Linked DNA regions of Danio rerio: region 1 is linked to region 2. Evidence: chromatin contacts called from public Micro-C data. All regions are on one chromosome and are shown on one strand. Each heading gives the region's core, a stretch centred on a gene start, on an enhancer-like site or on the middle of the called end of the contact. The rest is flanking DNA. Distances are from core to core; before and after follow the strand shown.

Region 1 (2,882 bases), core at 106-2,605, 170 kb before region 2:
AGTCAAGTCTTCCCAAAATAAAAGCATGGATCACCTCCTCAAGGTCATTAAAAATTAAAAGAAACGACTTTACTTTTGCCACAAGTCGTAAATGGAAAAAACTGGATTTAACAATTGTATTTAATTGCTTGTTAAATTTCAGATCATTGTCGAATTGAAATCCTAGGTTTCTAACAACAGGTTTTTGATAAGTGGAAAGCTCACCAAAACCTGATAAATGCAGAGGGATAGGATCGCCAAACCCGACCAGCTCAGTTTTGAAAAGTAACTCAAATAACCACTCGTTACAACAGAGGTATGCAGAAAAGCATCTCTGAACGCACAACACGTCCAACCTTGAGGCGAATGGGCTACAGCAGCAGAAGACCACACCAGGTGCCACTCCAGTCAGCTGAGAACAGGAAACTGAGGCTACAATTCGCACAGGCTCACCAAAATGGGACAATAGAAGATTGGAAAAATGTTGCCTGGTCTGATGAGTCTTGATTTCTGCTGCGTTATTCTGATGGTAGGGTCAGAATTTTGCTTCAACAACATGAAGGCATGGAGTTCTATACTATACTTATGGCAGGATAACGCACCATGCCATAAAGCGTGAATCACCTCAGACTGGTCTCTTGAACATGACAATATGTTCACTGTACTCAAATGGCCTCCACAGTCATTAGATCTCAATCCACTAGAGCACCTTTGGGATGTGGTGGCACAGGAGATTCACATCATGGATGTGCAGCTGACAAATCTGCAGCAACTGCATGATGCTATCATGTCAATATGGAGCAAAATCTCGGAGGAATATTTCTAATATAAATCTATGCCACGAAGGATTATAGCAGTTCACAAGGGCATCCAACCTGGTAGCCAACTAGTAAGGTGTACCTAATAAAGTGGCCGGTGAGTGTGTGTGTCTGTAGTTAAATCCTTGTAAAAACAAATCAATGCAATGCTATAGATTAACCACAACATTTGTAGTAACATTGTGGTAGTTAAATAAAAAAATGGTGGGTTATGCAACAAGAAATAATTGTTATTATATTTACTACAATTAAACCATGGCAATGTCATGACAAAGTTCCACAGAAGACGTATCTAATTATTTAATCTATTTATGAGTGTAACGTACAGCACAATGCCCCCCCCTACATTTGATTATTACACGACATTAAAGTAACATTGTGTTTGTACGCAAAATGACCTAAAGCAAAATAAATATGACGTAAGGTTACATAGTCTGAGATGACAAAGCATTATTACGAATAACTACTTAATACAACAACATTAAATTAAAACATCAATGTTTACTAACCCAGGTTGTCATAAAACAGACGCATGTAGACTCAAAACATCTCCTTCTTGTCTCGCGATAACACCTCTTTCGCGAGAACACTCATCTAGGGGTCATGTCAAATTCCCTTTTTTTTTTTTTTTTTTTGCAGTCTCGCTTTATTATTTTAGTTTTTTAATGTATTTGCTTCCTTGATGACAAATAATAGATTAATGTTAGTTACCTATAATTAAATAATAGCTTTTACAAAGAGAACAAGCTGTAGTTTAATTTCGTTTGAGGACTAGATAAATGTAGCTGCCAATTTTTAGACTATCCCTTACCTACAAGCTACAATGGCCATGTCCCAATACACAACTCTAGCGATCTTTACACTCGACTACGTCTACTTTCATGACAAACGTCCCATATTTGTTACCCTGTACTATAAAACAAGAAACTATTAAAGGCAGGTTTTGGTAATTAAGATTTATACATCACATTAATGATATCCCGACTTGGTCAGTTGGCATTTCTGTTTGGAGATGCATGTTCTCCCTGAGTGAGGGTTTCCTTAGGGTGCTCGGGTTTCCCCCACAGTCCAAAGACATGCACCGTATAGTATAGTATATATATATATATATATATATATATATATATATATATATATATATATATATATATATATATATATATATATATATATATATAGATATATATAGTGTATGTGTAAGAGTGTATGGGTGTTTACCAGTACTGGGTTGTGGCTGGAAGGGCATATGCTGTGTAAAACATATACTGAATAGGTTGAGGGTTCATTCCGCTGTGGTAACCCCTGGTGAATAAAGGACTGCTGAAATCAAATTAATGAATGAATTAAATCGGAATAACTACACTTTCTATTACCAACTAAGCTTACCAAGCTTACAATAAAATAAAAAATATAGAGAAACTCGCCTTTAAAGTTTTCTAGTGTTTAGCGATGCAAATTTTGTTTACAATGTAATATTTAGAAAATATCCTAATGGTCCTTACTCAATACAATGATTTTGGCATAAGAGAAAATTCAATTCTTTTGACCTACATGCATTTTTGGCTTTTGCCAAAATGATACTTGCACCAGGGTCACATTTGGGGTTTAAGTTAGTTTCAATAGAGCTTTATTAACACATTTAGCTCATTTACACGTTAACATGAACTACTTTTCTATTTTTGAGTTTACAAGAGGTTGAGTTTTTTTCTGGATAAGTTGGCGGTTCATTCCGCCCTGGATTTTTAAAGGGACTAAGGCGAAAAGAAAATTAATGAATAATAATAGTAATAAAAGTCCAAGAGGTAGGCAGAAAAACGTGATAACTATAATATATTCACACTGATTATAATTTCGATATTATTATTAATAATAAAACAACAACAGCTTTAACAATAGTTGAGGAGGTGGAAGTTATAAGATCAGCTTTGAAGTGGAGTGTTTGTCAGTTGCTTTGTGATGCATTAAAAAAGTGTGTCGTGTAGCATGGATCAGTCCAGTGCAATGCCCAGGCTGCCATGCCCACATCACACTTACCCTGTCAATGTAGTACATGTAAGTCTATGCAAGAAGTTTTTTATTTATTTA
Region 2 (3,178 bases), core at 127-2,626:
CTGTCATGACTATTCACATTCCCTTTCATATTTACAACCTACCATTTAGGTGTTTACTGTGTAATTATGACTGTTTTATTGGTTTATTTGTGTTTTTTTCTGTAAATATTTTCCTCTTTTTCATGTGGAATGTTGCTAAATTAATGAAAAAAACATTATTATTATTGTACAAATGTTTATTTTCTCTTCTTAAATCACATATAAATATCAACATACAAAAATCTTGTAAAATACGGTATTTTTACCTAAAAGTCATTAGAAAAATCCAAAAAAAAAACAATGTTTTCCACAAACTTTATCAAATTATTATTCTACATGTCCTAATTAACCACTGTGCCCACTTTCATATCATATTACTGCTGCATAATTTTATAATAGCACACTAAAATCATGGGAAATACAGTGTTTTTACTGGAGAGTCATATTTAAAAATCATAAAAAATAAAATCAAATTGTTTTCTGCCAATTCCACCATATTATTAATTTACATATCCTGATGTACCACTGTGTCCACTTTCATATATTTAACCTGGGGTTGGAACTAAAATATGTGGAACATTGGCTCTCTAGGACCGAGTTTGGACAGCCCTGTACTAGGCTTTCATGAAACATCCTTGCAGGTGTGTTGAGGCAAGTTGGAACTAAAATCTGCAGGAAACCAGCCCTCCAGGACTGACTTTAGACACCCCTGGACTAAGCCGAAGGAAAATAAATGAATTGTGGTAGTTAATCACTTGCTTTTCGCTTATTTATGTAGGAATATACAGTCTGATTCTAGAACAGTGAAACCAACAAAATAGACGACAGATTGTGTAGATTATATCAATATGCACAGGTATAAACTTTATTTGACCTAAAAACTTCTTTGCATGGGCCTATTTAATCAATAAAAGCACATGCAGCTCTGAAAATACTGAAAATATTACTAAAGATATAATTTGTGCATTTTAGATCTTGGATCGTTTACAAGGATAGAAATATGGAGTATCGGCCTTGAGTAAGTCACGTTAATTAAAAACGCATTCAGACCGTAATATATCACAGATTTACTGTTCGATTAAGTTAATTTTAAACCTCGGAAAACCATTGAATAAAACTATATAAACATTAGATAAATATCGTGTGTTAGCGCCTGCTTGTTATTACTGCCGTTCCACAAATATGATTATTAAATCACATCAACAGCAGTTCGCTAACATGCGGTTTCAAACAAGCCTATATCACATTTCCCGAATGTCTGTGGCAAAGTCTCAAAAACGGGACATTTGATTGGTTCATCTATGTGTCACTCAAAGCATCGTTTCTCTTATTGGTCCACTGCGCCTTCATGACATCCCCCTCTAGTTATTATATAGTTTAGCGGCCTTCATCCGGTCTTTTCTCTATTCGACTGCAGCCAGTGAAACACGGTTCACGCGCTTTAGCACAGCATCCCGCAAACGGAAAAGAATCTAAAGCCATGGCAAGGCCCAAAGTGTTTTTCGATCTGACCGCCGGCGGCAATCCTGTTGGAAGGGTGGTAATGGAGGTAAAAATAACTTAATATCTGTAAATAAATTAGATTTTTGTGCGTGCAGGCATTTGTAGTAACTCTCTTTCGTGCACCGTTAAGTCGCTTTCTTTGAGGAAGCTGCTCTGCCGTATTGCAGCATGCGCTAGCCTAGCGTTACCTCTGAATGAATTTCACTGCACTGTTACCGCTTGGCCTTCATACTAAACTAATTATAACTTTAAGTGTTTATTTCACGATAGGTCACTAAACTTTGAAATTTAAATGTATACGCCTGTGATTTTTGTAAGCTAGAAGCTAAGAAGTTGTTCACAGATTTTAAATGGCGCTCCATTGTGTAAACGCCCAATCACCGCCGATTGCCCCCGAATCTTCGTCGTTTCTTAGACACCAACGTTTCTTATTTTAACGCGGCTACCGGCAACATAAGTTCTTGGTGGTTTTTTTGCTGTTCAGAAAAAAGGGCTGCCTAATAAAGCGTACTCTTATTTTAAGCCATGTTAATGTTTTACCGTATTCATGAACCCGGTGGTTCTTGGCGCAAATAGTTTTAGCCGTTTCTGCCATTCTGTTGGCTGGGTGTGTTGAGCGTGTCGCTCCTAGTCCTAAAAATAGCTAATTTTGTAGCCACTTTATGGGTTTACTGCAATGTGCGTCGAGAAGCAGTTGAAGAGCCGCTGCTAGGGCTAATTTTTCGTGACCTGTGGTGGTTTTTCCTCGGGCAGTGTTTTACAGTAGAGTCTGTCACTTTTCAACGGAATGCGGCTGCTGTGCGTCACATGAGCGAGCTGAACTTGTTTCTAATTAGTAGCAATGGCGGTGTGGCGTGATCATGAACTTGAATGCCCTAATGCAGCTGCAGTGATTTTAATGTTATGTTTTATTGTCTTTTTAACAGCTGAGAGCCGACGTTGTCCCCAGAACTGCAGGTATTTATGCTTCATTTGTGTAATTCTATTTATTTACTTTTAAAGGGCTTTTACGCTCGTATAGAAAAACCATGTTAAGTTTGTGACGTTTTTAACAATTTTCCCTTTTTTCCTGCAGCATTCAGTTGTAATCATAATTACCGAGCATTCATTGTTTTCTCATTTAACATTTAAACTGGTTAGTTTGCACAATGACAGCATGCAGTATATAGAAAACAAATATATTTTAAGTTTCATAATAAGCCAAGTAAAAAAAAGGTAGATTCATAGATTTAATTAAACTTCATTGTGAGGTATTCCTATTCAGTGTTTCCCCTACCATCATATTAGGGGGGTGCCCCGCCCTCCCAGTGGCTTTTCCCGCCCCCCTCTTGAAGTAAAGTTAATTTTATTTTATATTTAGTTCCAGATCGCTTTTTTTTTTTTTTAATTGGCAAGCTAAATAGCCATATGGAATCTTATTTATGCAGCGGCATGTGATTTCTGTCTCTACATGGTCACATGATTACATATTTCTGCCCTTTGAATCGTGCTTGGAGTTAACACACTCTCTGCACATGCTCTCCCGTATATTATGCATAGCCTACCGCAGCTAAAACACAGGTAAATGATGCGTGGCTGCGTCACAGTAGGGGGAGCATTCACCCCTCTCCAGCATCTTATCCAACCATGTGACCTCTCTTGGAAGCTCTGGGTCCTCGATTTATAATGGCCCTATGATCTCCAAAAAGGAGTTAAA

The links. A called contact is a pair of places that touch in the nucleus more often than the background predicts.
Region 1: a contact with region 2 is called in a Micro-C map of caudal fin, with 3 times the contacts expected there. The contact joins the promoter of nudt18 here to the promoter of ppiaa in region 2. A contact is called at or near these places in 2 of 18 Hi-C or Micro-C datasets (caudal fin and hematopoietic stem cells).

Annotation. Positions count from the first base shown.
Region 1 is chr8:55,665,249-55,668,130 of GRCz12tu, reverse strand. It overlaps nudt18 (nudix (nucleoside diphosphate linked moiety X)-type motif 18), which reads right to left and starts at 1,355. Exons shown (of 4, transcript NM_001017843.1): 1 at 1,307-1,355.
Region 2 is chr8:55,494,613-55,497,790 of GRCz12tu, reverse strand. It overlaps ppiaa (peptidylprolyl isomerase Aa (cyclophilin A)), which reads left to right and starts at 1,376. Exons shown (of 5, transcript NM_212758.2): 1 at 1,376-1,528; 2 at 2,409-2,439. The coding sequence starts at 1,460.